Regions from separate parts of the Mus musculus genome. Here regions 1, 3 and 4 are each linked to region 2. A link is a contact called in public Hi-C and promoter capture Hi-C data. All regions are on one chromosome and are shown on one strand. The core of a region is the stretch at or near the end of the contact, and the rest is flanking DNA. Distances in the headings are between cores, read along the strand shown. Region 1 holds the start of Fzd10os (frizzled class receptor 10, opposite strand). Region 2 holds the start of Aacs (acetoacetyl-CoA synthetase). Region 3 holds the start of Vkorc1l1 (vitamin K epoxide reductase complex, subunit 1-like 1). Region 4 holds the start of Ppp1cc (protein phosphatase 1 catalytic subunit gamma).

The links. Promoter capture Hi-C pulls out the DNA fragments that hold promoters and counts their contacts. A called contact is a pair of places that touch in the nucleus more often than the background predicts.
Region 1: a contact with region 2 is called in a promoter capture Hi-C map of cranial neural crest. The contact joins the promoter of Fzd10os here to the promoter of Aacs in region 2.
Region 3: a Hi-C map of CD4 T cells shows a contact between it and region 2, with 4 times the contacts expected there. The contact joins the promoter of Vkorc1l1 here to the promoter of Aacs in region 2. A contact is called at or near these places in 1 of 39 promoter capture datasets (cranial neural crest) and 1 of 484 Hi-C or Micro-C datasets (CD4 T cells).
Region 4: a contact with region 2 is called in a Hi-C map of muscle stem cells, with 4 times the contacts expected there. The contact joins the promoter of Ppp1cc here to the promoter of Aacs in region 2.

Annotation. Positions count from the first base shown.
Region 1 is chr5:128,599,131-128,602,466 of GRCm38.p6, forward strand. Fzd10os (frizzled class receptor 10, opposite strand) reads right to left here and starts at 1,557. Exons shown (of 6, transcript NR_015517.2): 1 at 1,407-1,557. It overlaps Fzd10 (frizzled class receptor 10), which reads left to right and starts at 1,976. Exons shown (of 1, transcript NM_175284.3): 1 at 1,976-3,336. The coding sequence starts at 2,088.
Region 2 is chr5:125,474,214-125,477,123 of GRCm38.p6, forward strand. Aacs (acetoacetyl-CoA synthetase) reads left to right here and starts at 1,660. Exons shown (of 18, transcript NM_030210.2): 1 at 1,660-1,896. The coding sequence starts at 1,764.
Region 3 is chr5:129,940,736-129,943,700 of GRCm38.p6, forward strand. Vkorc1l1 (vitamin K epoxide reductase complex, subunit 1-like 1) reads left to right here and starts at 1,374. Exons shown (of 3, transcript NM_027121.4): 1 at 1,374-1,630. The coding sequence starts at 1,437.
Region 4 is chr5:122,156,643-122,160,009 of GRCm38.p6, forward strand. It overlaps Ppp1cc (protein phosphatase 1 catalytic subunit gamma), which reads left to right and starts at 1,633. Exons shown (of 7, transcript NM_013636.4): 1 at 1,633-1,973. The coding sequence starts at 1,919.

The sequences.
Region 1 (3,336 bases), core at 307-2,806, 3.1 Mb after region 2:
ATCCAAGCCGCAAGCGTTCACCACACCGCAGGTTTTTCTTGGGTCACTAACACGGTGGTGGGTGGTGATTCTGACTGTGTTAACCTCAGTCTTCCGGACCGCTGTTTCCACGGATCCAACTTCCTCCCGTGAAAGGCAGAGGGGACCAGGGGATCTAAAGGTGAGGCATGAGCCTGTGCACACCCCTCCGCCCCCCACCCCCAGGACTCAGCAGGTCCTGGGAGTGTCCCAGCCTCAGGTCTGTCCGCTATGTCTGACAAATGAAAGGGGGGTAAAGAGGAAGAACTCCCTGCAGATGGGACGCTGAAGCCTTGTTTTAATTAGAAGTCGATCCTCTGCAGGAAGCGCAAGGCAGGGCGGGGAGGAGGGGTCCTGGGTAGCCTCGTTCCTGGCTTGGCTGGAGCCACTGAAGGCTTCCAGGCATCTGTGCACCCAACTCGGCCCTGGGGTGCGCAAGACTGACTGGCCGAAAGATGAGCAGGGGACTTAGCTGCACCTATGCAGTTGGGGGAGTCCGCACTGGAGGTCCTGGTAGTTTCCCAGACACTTAAAACGCAGACCTGAATGGGGGTGGGGTGGGGTCTAAGGAGAGAGTGGGCCACCGCCCTGAGGGCTGTTTATCCAAAGCCAAGAGTCCGCGACAGGTGCCGCACCCCAGATCTCTCGGACATCTAAGGACTGCGGTGGGCTCCCATGGTGCACTCACTCCCTGTGCGGGGGAAGGAGGTTGAAGCTCTGTGTCCTTATCACAGATTAGCCCAAAACCAACCAAGGGGCAGGAGCCAGCATAGCAAGGCACGGAGAGGCCCCACCACTCTGCGTGGGAACCAGCCGTGCGCGTGTAGGCCGGGGCTCAGCCTCCGCCTCCCAGGAGGACGCAGGCCGAGCACATCTTTCGCCAAATAATATAAATACACAACTTCCTATAATAAATAAACTCAGCCGCTTGGAGAAACCACCAGCCGGCTTGGCGCGATGGTCCCCAACACGGTGGCCTTGGCGGGGCAAGGGTCACCACGATTCAAGCCAAGCCCCTCTTCTCGGGGTGCGGGGTGTCAGCGGCCCGGAAAGTCTCCTCCCCGCCCCCTCCCTTCTTTCTTTGAGTAGACCTTGCAGAAGAGGCCCTAAACTCCGGCTTCCCAAGTCCCCTCCCCCTCCCCTGCACTCGGCCCTTTTGAAATTTCAAAGGCAGCCCCTCCCCGGAGTCCGAGCTCCGCGCCCCGGGCAGCAAACCCCCGGCTTCGGGAAGATGCGGGCAGCTTTACAAGCCGAGGGGCCACTTTTTTATGAGCACGGTCATAAAACGCAAATCCCGTGTCTCTTTGAAAGTGCCCTCCGCCAGGGCCCGGTCGTAAAAGTAGAAGATGCGTCCCCAGCCCCCAACCCCGGGTGAGGACCACCCTTACCCGAGTCCCCAAACTTCCCGTAACCTCGGCGTCCTTGGGGTACCGGGGACAATCTCAAGGCCTCCCACCCCCCCTCTGGGGCGGGGAGGGCAAGCAGAGAGGCCGGCAGGAGGTGAGGCTGGAGGCTGGGGTCCAGCCCCAAGCTGGGGCTGAGGGCGGAGGCTGCCCGGGGCGCAAGGCTTTCTGATGCAAAGCAGCAGCGGGGCGGGGCGGCGGGCGGAGGCGGGGCCTGTCACCAATCGGCTTTGCTTTTTTTTTTTTTTTTTTTCCCTCTTTGCTACTCTTTGCCTCTTTGCAAGTCTTCTCATCCCGGGACGCCGTGCTGGAAGCAGCTGCGGGCGCCGGGAGGGAGGAGCTCCAGGGCCCAGGGCCACGGTGTGCCCGCGCTGCCCCACCGCGGTCCGCGATCGCCCGCGCCCGGAAGAAGAGGCCAAAGTTTGCGCGCTGAGCGGCGCTCGCTCCGCCGTATTGTTTGCAAACTTCGCTCCCCTCCCCCGCCGCCCCCCGACTCCGCTGAGGCCGCGCGCCCACCGCGGTGGCCCCGGGCGCCGCGAGCGCTCCGGCCAGACTGGATGGGCATGCGCGGGGGCCCGAGCCGGGGCGCGGAGCCGCGGGCAGCAGCAACAGCCCGTGCCCGGGAGCGGCGGCCCTGAGCGGCGCTGGGACATTGAGGGCGCCACCATGCAACACCCGGGCCCGCGCCTGTGGCTGGTGCTGCAGGTGATGATAGGCTCGTGCACGGCCATCAGCTCCATGGACTTAGAGCGCCCTGGAGACGGCAAGTGCCAGCCGGTGGAGATTCCCATGTGCAAGGACATCGGCTACAACACCACCCGCATGCCCAACCTGATGGGTCACGAGAACCAGCGCGAGGCGGCCATCCAACTGCACGAGTTCGCGCCGCTCGTGGAGTACGGCTGCCACAGCCACCTTCGCTTCTTCCTGTGTTCGCTGTACGCGCCCATGTGCACCGAGCAGGTCTCCACACCCATCCCTGCTTGCCGGGTCATGTGCGAGCAGGCCCGGCTCAAGTGCTCGCCGATCATGGAGCAGTTCAAATTCAGGTGGCCGGACTCCCTGGATTGCAGCAAGCTCCCCAACAAGAACGACCCCAACTACCTGTGCATGGAGGCACCCAACAACGGCTCGGATGAGCCCAGCCGGGGCTCTGGCATGTTTCCTCCGCTCTTCAGGCCCCAGAGGCCCCACAGCGCGCAGGAGCACCCACTAAAGGACGGGGGTCCGGGGCGCGCAGGTTGTGACAACCCAGGCAAGTTCCACCATGTGGAGAAGAGCGAATCTTGCGCACCGCTTTGCACTCCGGGGGTGGATGTGTATTGGAGCCGCGACGACAAGCGCTTCGCTGTGGTCTGGCTGGCCATCTGGTCCGTGCTGTGCTTCTTCTCCAGCGCCTTCACCGTGCTCACCTTCCTCATCGACCCATCGCGCTTCAGGTACCCCGAACGTCCTATCATCTTCCTCTCCATGTGCTACTGCGTTTATTCGGTGGGCTATATCATCCGCCTCTTCGCGGGCGCGGAGAGCATCGCTTGTGACCGGGACAGTGGGCAGCTGTATGTTATCCAGGAAGGACTGGAGAGCACGGGCTGTACCTTAGTCTTCTTGGTACTTTACTACTTCGGCATGGCCAGCTCTTTATGGTGGGTGGTCCTCACCCTCACTTGGTTCCTGGCTGCTGGAAAGAAGTGGGGCCATGAGGCCATTGAAGCCAACAGCAGCTACTTTCACCTGGCAGCTTGGGCCATCCCGGCTGTGAAGACTATCTTGATCTTGGTGATGCGCAGGGTGGCAGGGGATGAGCTCACTGGTGTGTGTTATGTGGGCAGCATGGATGTCAATGCTCTGACCGGCTTCGTGCTGGTCCCGCTGGCTTGCTACCTAGTCATCGGCACTTCCTTCATCCTGTCCG
Region 2 (2,910 bases), core at 410-2,909:
CACACAGTTTTAATCCCAGCACTTGGAAGGCAGAAGCACACAGATCTCTGTGAGTTCAAGGCCAGCCTGGTCTACAGAGTGAATTTCAGGCTAGTGAAGATACATAGGAAGGCCCTGTCTCACAAAAGAAAAACCAACCAATCCCAAAAAACCAACCAACCAAACAAAAACCATCACCACCACCACCAACAACAAAAAATGAAGTGGGTGTCAACTGAGGAATGACACCCATGATTGACTTCTGACATGATTGACTTCTCAACTCCAAACACACCAACGCAAGCGTGGGCCCCCCCACCCCCATGCACACACATGCATATGTGCACACACACACAAAGAGAGAAAGAAAATTAACTTGTTTTCAGTTATTTTAGACACTGGGTAGACAGCAAAGTACCAAATGGACTGACAAGACTATTAGCATCCAGAAGGTTCTCATCATAGTAGGATCTGAGCATGCGTTCTCTCTGTAGGAACCTTCTGATGCTCTCCCCCAGATTCAAAGCCAGCATCTCTGATGTTCCCCCAGGACGAACTTAAGCTGCTACCGTTTCGTTCACTGACTTTGCTACTCCAGGGCTATAGTACCAAAGACCTGGGCCTTTTCAAAGACCTGGGCCTTTTCAGTTAGTTGAACGTGCACACCCCACAGGACACAGTATTCTTGCTTGGGGGGCCCTGGACACTGACTCCTCTCTTTGTTCGGAAACCTGCAAGATTTCCTAAAGCTCCCTTCTGTCACCTGCAAGCCACTGTGAGCAACATGGAGTCACATCCCTAGCCCTCTCTTTTCTTTTAGTTTTAACACATGGCTTTTTAAAGTTTGCCCGGACTAGTCTTTTTCTTTTCTTTTCTTTTCTTTCTTTTTTTTTGGTTTTTCGAGACAGGGTTTCTCTGCTGGCCTCGAACTCAGAAATCCACCTGCCTCTGCCTCCCAAGTGCTGGGATTAAAGAAAGGTGTGCGCCACCACGCCCGGCGCCCCGGCTAGTCTTGAACTCACTCTGTTACAAGAATAATCTTAAAGCCCAGACGCCTCTCCCACCTCTACCTCCCAAGTATTCCGATTACAGGGTTTTGCTTTGAGGTCCATGCTGGAGTGGAACTTACTGTCATCCTCCTGTCTTAGTCTTTAAAGTGCTGGGTTTCAGGCTTGCCCCAGAATGTCCTGTGCTTAACGCTTTTATTTTCAGTCTTGACGATAGACTTGAGGTCTCACTCACTCAGTATCTTATGTTACATTATATACCCCATGTATCCCTGCTACAGCATCCCTGTGAGTGAGCACACGCGACACGGACACGCATTTTAGAGGTCTTCTGCACGCGTTTTAGGCTTAAGACATCTCCGCAGCTAAAGTGAGTGTTGGAGGAGCAACTTAATTTGAATAAGTGAATGAATGAACGAACGAACGAGGGCAATAAGTAAACAGAGCAACACCCGGTAAGTTGTGCAATAAGTGAGGGCGTGGAACATGCTTATCGCGCCTGCGCAGGCGAGGCACTCTTTTTGGCAGCAAGCGCACCTTTTGCAGGCGCGGCGCGGCGGAGGGTTACAGAAGAGGGCGTGGTCTCAAGAGGCGTGGCTTTCTGGAGGCGTGGCGAAGGCTGCTGGGGGTGTGACCAGGCCGGATGTCCCACAGGCCGCGCCGGCGCTGGTTCAGTCTCGCGCTGTGGTTCGTCGGCGCACCGCTGATCCGCTCCACGCCTTGCGCTCTCCGCTCTCAGCCAAAGCCCGGCAGCCCCGGCCACGCAGCTCCGCAACCATGTCCAAGCTGGCGCGGCTCGAGCGCGAGGAGATCATGGAGTGCCAGGTGATGTGGGAGCCTGACAGCAAGAAGGACACGCAGATGGACCGCTTCCGGGCGGCCGTGGGTACCGCCTGCGGCCTGGCGCTTGGTGAGTACGGGGCACGCGGCTAGTGCACCCCCCCCCGTCACGGGCCTTCCCGGAAGCTGTTCCCTCCAGGGAGGACCGCCCTAGGAAGGTCCCTGCTAGCTGTTGGGATAAGCCTCTGTTGGATGGATATCCGACCAGTGTTCCTGTCTTACAGTCGGGGAAGCCCCCTGCTTTGGGGGTACCCCTCTAGGGAGGTCCCTCCCTTTCCCTACTTAGGTACCTTGATGAATGGCACAGGGATTGGGGGATCCTCGTTGCCTTGGGGGTCCCCCTCTAGAGAGGTTCTCCTAGATGTTGCCGTGGGCCTCTGATGGATGGATGGCTAGTGTCCCTGTCTTTGGGTTGGGGGAGCCCCCTGGCTCTGGGCCCTCCTCTAGGAGGTGCTGGTCTTCTGATGATGTTTCCTTCACTGTTTTGGGAAGCATCACCGCCTGGCCTGTAGAGGCCCCCTTTCTGCAGGCGAGTCACCCTCTGGAAGTGGCAGACACCCTCTGGTTCCTCCGATCTTTTGCTAGGCTTGCCTGCTTGGGAAATGTCTCCTGAGGTCTTGACTTCCATTCGTTGGGGGCTTCCTTCGGGCCTTATCTGCAGTTCTTTTTGAGTTCACGGGTTTCATGTGACAGGCTCCCTCCATCTGCCTTTTGCTAGGGACCAGCTTGAAATTTCAGGTTCCTGAAAAGGTCAGAGTTCGTTCCTCCTCCTTCCTTTAAAGTTAATTAAGGTAGAGTCCTTTCTTACCCCAGCTCTAAACAGATCCTGCTTCCAGCCACCACCCTGGTCTGTGTGATTATGGGTGGGGCAGAGGCCCTTGGCAGGCGAGGTTCTTGTCCATATGCCGTTCCCAGGGATCCATGGGGCTTGCTTAGTCCCTCCACCTGCTCTGCCCCCCTTCTCAGGTGTTTGCCTGGGGTTTTCAGTTCGAGTTGGTTGGTTGATTGTCTTCTTCATTTTCACCTCCGTTACCCCTCTAATTGCAGGGATCCCCTTGTCTCCGTTGGCATCAATGTCTGTCTT
Region 3 (2,965 bases), core at 124-2,623, 4.5 Mb after region 2:
AAAAAATTGGGGTGATTTGTTATCCAACATTGTATAATTAATTGAAGAACATTACTTATTAATCAAAATCACTAGGTGATGCCCCCAAAGCCTAAGAGCTGCATTGAAGCAAAAGCTAGCAATCTCCATCAACAGCTTGTTTCTTTGTAGACACAGATATCCTTACATGGGTTTTCCTGTCCAGTTTTGACAGCAAGGAAGCTCAGAATCAGTTATGGCTCAATTTTAACAATTTTGCAAGCCTCTATGACCTCCTCACGTTTCGTTTTCTTCTGATTTCCCTTTTTCCAAGTTTTTGAGCTTTTTTTTTAAAGTTCATTTTTATCCTTTTAGTATGGATTATGTTAAAGCCACATCAAATCCAAATTATAGAGAAGTATTCATGAACCCATTTAAAAATAGGTTTTTTTAAATGTAAAAATAGTTTTGCGCATTTAAGAAAAAAGTTTCTCACATGTTGAACACAAGACGCCTGGAGGTGGTGCCTGGGGAAGATCATGTCACACAAACGTGTCTCTGGAGCTCTGGAGCCATTGGTCAGGGACAATTTGGATTGGATAAGAAATATCAAGTGATAACGACGGAAATGTGTGTGTGTGCAGAAAGGCAACTGATTGCTACCAGGAGCCAAGGGCTTGCCCAGTCAAGCATTGTAGTAGTATCTTTGAAATCGATCCCTTGTAACAGACCCTAAGATTAAGCCAAACCACCTCTCGCCTCACCCCTTTCCTAGGCCACACCCCTCATCCTTCCTGGTCACGCCCCTGCCCCATCCAGCACACCAGAGTTTTTGCGCTCCGCCCCTTCCCTTCGCTCCCGCCCCACCTTGTTCCGCCTCCCTTCTGACCGCGCCCTCCAGTGTAACGAACCCCATTTCTCAGCACCACCCTTCACTTGCGCCACGCAACCCTGGCTGCTTACAACCTCCGCCTCTTCCCCGCCCGCGCGCGGTTTTCCCACCCGCCCCTTTAAAATCAAACCACGCCCACCGTCAGCCACGCCCTCCGCATGCGCCGCACCACCTCCCCGCTGTTGCGCGCTCCGCCTCCTCCCTCCACACTTATGAGCGGCTTTCTCGCTCCGCCCCAATTCTGGTCAAGCTCCGCCCCTCCTCAAGCCCTTCCCTCTTTCAGACCCCGCCCTCCGCATGCGCCGCACCGCCTCCCTGGCGGTTGCGCGCTCCGCCCCTCCCTCTGTGTCCGCGCGCGCCTTCCCCGCCCAGTCCGCCTCACTCCTCTCGGGGCGGTTGGGCCGCGCGCCTGTGGGGGCGGGGCCCGGAGGAGGCGACCGAGCCAATGGGGCGCGGCGGTGGTGGCGGCGGCGGCGGCGGCGGCGGAGGCGGTGGCGGCAGCGGCGGCGGCTGGGTCGGGCCCCGACGGGCGGCGGCGTCTGAGGTGGAGGCGGAGGGAGGCGGCGGCGGCGGCGGAGGGGGGAAGATGGCGGCGCCCGTCCTGCTGAGAGTGTCGGTGCCGCGTTGGGAACGGGTGGCCCGGTATGCAGTGTGCGCCGCCGGGATCCTGCTCTCCATCTACGCCTACCACGTGGAGCGGGAGAAGGAGAGGGACCCGGAGCACCGGGCCCTCTGCGACCTGGGGCCCTGGGTGAAGTGCTCCGCCGCCCTGGCCTCCAGGTAGCCCGGCTTGAGTGAGGGGAGCGCGACGCGGGCGGCGGCGGGGGGCGGGGAGCGCGCGGGGAGCTCCGGCCTGAGAGAGCGGGGCCCGGGCCGCGACCCGGACGGCGGTGACCGGGGGGCGGCGGCTGAGGGCAGGCCTCCGGGATGAGGTGGCACAGTGCAGCCGGGAGGGCGCGGGCGCGTCCTGGCCGGTGTGACTTTTCTCCCTGTTGTCGCCGAGAGAGGCGTGTGAAGACCCCCGATGCAGAGATCGGCGAAGCCAGCATTCATCCCCGGGGTCTTGGGACCTCTGCTACCCCGGGGCTATATGTCCGGTGGCTTTTATCACTATCCTCTGGGTTGTTCGGGACAGGTGTTTTCGGTGCTCAGGCCTCTTTGTACTCAGAGTTAAGGAGAATTGGCAGCCTTCTGGAGGCGACAGTGACATTTGCGGGTAGACACGCATTTGACCCTACTCTGGAAGAGGAAGGTACCAGCACTTAACCCTATCTGATTTCTTGGATTTTTCTCCCTTGTGTATTTCACGAAGTGTGCCCAGCAGGGGGAAAATGGCCAGAGTTCGGGTCTACTTTAAGTTTAGAGTAAACGATGAGTACCTTGTGTATAGTGATATTTTAGGTACTACGATGACTGTTATTTTATGAAAGGATCTGAGTTGTGACCCACACTGGCCTGAAACTCATCGGACTATAACCTCTACAGCTATTCCCCTGCCTCAGTCTTTTGAGTAGGGAAATACAAGCATGCACCACCGTGGGTGACTTAGAATGACTTTTACATGTTGCTGATTAGTATTAGCGGAATAATCCGCAAGAGATTAGATTTACGAAACTTTGCTAAGCAGGTTTATTTAAACAATTTTTTGTTTCTTGAAAATACCATCGATTTTTTTTCCTGTTAACATTTTATGTAGTGTGCTAGCTTTTTTTCTTAGAAAAAAGTATTTTACACTTTTAAAAAAGGCTTTTTAAAAAACTGATAGCAGTCATCAAAACCAGCAAAAGTGAAAAGAATTATTGCAGAATAGATAGTTTGACATTTTAATAGAGAGTCCTACCCCTAATATTTTGATGTTTGTTAACAGTGCTTAACATTTCACTACATTCCCTCCTTTTGATAAATGCTAGGGAGACACAAATGTATATAGCTCACTAGTTTATTTTGCCCTCCATATTGGTGGAGGAGTATTTGAAGAAGCTAGGGTTGGAGTTTCTTATCTGCAAACTTAAGGCTGTTGATCTTTCCCACTTAGCCCTTTTCATAGACCAGCTAGGCTAGGCTAGCTCGTGCTTATAAGTGGAATTCCTGTAACTTTTTAGTAGAAAAATGGTT
Region 4 (3,367 bases), core at 383-2,882, 3.3 Mb before region 2:
AATGAGTCTCCCGGGGGAGAGAAAGGCTTTCTCTGTCTTGCTCAACCTGCTCCACCCAGAATAGACACTCCTTGTGAATCAGTCTTACATATCCCTGGCCCTATGGTGTCCCTGGGAAGCTACCCTGCCCTGGAGGGAGTCCAAGATTCCAAAAACTCAGTGAAGACCACATTGACCTCCACAGATTCACAGCAGGGCTTAGCATCGACCCCAGGATGTCAAGAAGCCTGGTGCACCAGCTGCCTTGGGGTGATGAATGACCATTTGTGTAATGGTGTGCAAAACCATAGCTTGGGACAATGAGTTGGTGAGTGGGCAAAGTGGAGCAGAGGGCTGAGGAGAGCTGGGGAGAATCCTGAAACCCCACTGTCGGGGGCTAGCATCAGGAAAAGGGCTCAGATCTAGATGGGTGCATCACACACCATGCTGCGGGGCCACGGGAAGACAGAGCTTGTAGAAAATGAGTCTCTCTATGGGGAGACAACCTTGCAAGGCATTCATGGAAAGGAATCCTCAGATCCATCCCTCTTGCTTTGAGAAACATGAACTGGAGGTGGGGCTGGGGGAGAACATTTTGTAAATTTTCTGGCGTGCTACTGGGAAGAGATAAATGGGTCAGATGGGTGTGCATTTTTCTTCCATAGGCAGCTAGCCTGCGAGGCAGCAGAGTTGGGGACCCCTCAGGTGAAGGGGTGCCCCTGGGGAGTCAAGGAAGCTAGAGGCAAGCAGCAGATGAATGCGCTGAGGCCCAGAGCGCACGCACAGCAACCTCCCAGGAAATGTGCAAATTCCCATTTTATCTGCTCCGGCACGCTCATTCAACCCAGCTCCGGCTAAATACAGGGGAAATCTCTTAAATTATTATATAACTTTCTGAGTTCAAGAAAGATAATTCAAAAGATAGGTAGTAGCAACCCTTACAGAATTCTCCCAACCTCTCTCTAAAATGTAAAAGAGCATTAGCGCACACAAGAAGCTCACACAAATTACTTAATGTGCCACTCACAGTGGATTAACATTTTTTTGGCTTATCTTGGGGGCTTCTTTTTTCCAAATATTGTATCGTAGATGCTTTATTGCAGTATTATGAAATTTTGCCAGTGCTGGGAATTGAACCCAAGGTCTCACACATACTCGACAAGCATTCTCACCACGGAGCCGTATATCTAGCTCTTCTTGTTCACCAATGTGCCAGAGTATTTGAATCCCCAACGTTCCAACCTCCTCCTCTTTATGATTCTCCACAGGCAAGCAACCCCACCCCAGATTGGCTCCGAGGGGTGATTCAGTGTTGAACTCCCACCCCGCCATGTCGGTCAGACTTCTGTCCCCAAGCAGCAGAGCCGGAAGGAGCTGGTGAGCCTCGCAGCGCGCAGCAGACTGACAAAGTCCACCTTCAACTTGCGCGCGCCAACTTCACAACTTCCCTCTCCCGCCACAGGGGGTCTATTTCCCCCGCCCGTTTGGCGGAAGGATCCCGCGCGCGGTGGCGGAGTCGCGCTCAACCGTCTCCGCCCGGGCTCCGCCCCACCCCCGCCCTACGCGCTCAAACCCCGCCCCTTCCCGGCGCCGGCCCCGCCCCCTTCCCGCGCGCTCTATGGGCCCGTAAAGAAGTCCCGGCCGGGCCGCTGCACTCCCGCGCGCGCATCCGTGCGCCGCCCGAGGCTGGCCTGAGGAGTCGGCGGCCATCTTGTTCTTCTCGTGGTTCCCAGTGGCGAGAGGAGGAGGAAGCCCGGAGCGGAGCGGGGCGGCTGGGGGGGGTGGACCCGCCGCGGCTGCTGCTGCCACCGCCGCCGCCGCCACCACCGCTCGTGGGGCTCGTGGCGTGAGGAAGGAGGACGAGTGAGACCCCGGGGCGAGCGGGCGGCGGCGCCGCTGCTGCTGCTGCTGCTGCGGGAGGGTCGGCGGCGGGACGGCGATGGCGGATATCGACAAACTCAACATCGACAGCATCATCCAACGGCTGCTGGAAGGTGAGCGGCGCGCGGGTGGGTGGCGGGGCAGGCCCGGCCGGTGGGGGATCAGGCCCAGTGGAGGGGCCGGTCTTTTCTCGGAAGCCGCTTTGGATCTGGGGCGCGCATACAAGCGCCTCCGGGTTTGGGGACCCCATTATTTTTTATCACTCCCCTGTCCTTGCTTTCACATTTATCATCTGGAGTCCAAGGACTCATCAGAGGGACTTGGCTTGGCAGGACGACGTCCCAGTGCGATGAGAGTCCGTCTCCTGCATTTTCCTACCCCCTCCACCCTCCCCTCAAAGCCATCCATCCTCCAGCGTTCTTTCCCCCTTGAACGTGCATCCGCACACGGACCCAGTCCGGGTGACAGTGTGGCTCTCTCTGATCATCAGATTGTTGTGTCCCTGAGGACAGGGGGACGCTGCCGCGTTCAGCGAGCACCCGCCAGGTAGGTGCTGTGTTGTTATTATCCTGGAAGTGGGTTTCGCAAGAGAAACTCCCAAGACCTCGCTGGACCAAGAATTAACAGTTAAAAGTCAGGTTTCAAACCCCGGGGTAGCTAGGAACCTAGAGAGAACCTGCCGCCTTCCAACTGTTCACCCCGTGGGAACCCAGGATGTCCAGTGGTTGAGGAGAGGTTCAAAAACAAAAACCCAGCTTTCCTTTTGTCCGACTTGGGGGTTTCTGCCGTGTGGTTTCCTACTTTGGAGATTTCAAATTTGACATAGGTCTGGATCCTGCTAATCACAGATCCCACAACATCCGCTGAAGCTAAAGAGGAGAAGATCCAGTAACCTTGATTTGGGCTCTTGACACTAGCTTGCTTTGGCCCAAAATACTTTTGGAGTGGTGGACAGCTGCGCAATTCTGGTGGTAGATGTCTTCAAGTAAATCACTGACAGAAAAGGGAAAAGGTGTCTTTTTAAAATCTGGGCATTTCCCCGGGGGGCGGGGGGGTGTTTTTCAAGACAGGGTTTCTCAGTATGGTCCTGGGGCTGTCCTGGAACTCACTCTGTAGAGCAGGCTGGCCTCAAACTCAGAAATCCGCCTGCCTCTGCCTCCCTAGGGCACGGATTAAAGGCTTGGGCCACCACTGCCCAGAGCATTGCCTCCTCTTTAATGTTTTGTTTACATAGGGTTTCTTGGCTTTGGTTTCATTAAAACATGGTCTCTCCAGTCGTGGTTATCCTGGCACTCTTTGTGTAGACCAGGCTAGCCTCAAACTCACAGATCCTTCTTCCTCTCCCTCCCCAATTAAAGGCATTTTTATTACCATGCCTCCTTTTATTACAGGGTCTCTCTCAGGGGCCAGAGCTGAGTTAACCTTCTGATCCTTCTGCTTCGTCTCACATACTAGATTTTATAGGCCACTCAGCCTGACTTATTTTTTTCCTATGCAGTGTGTGCAT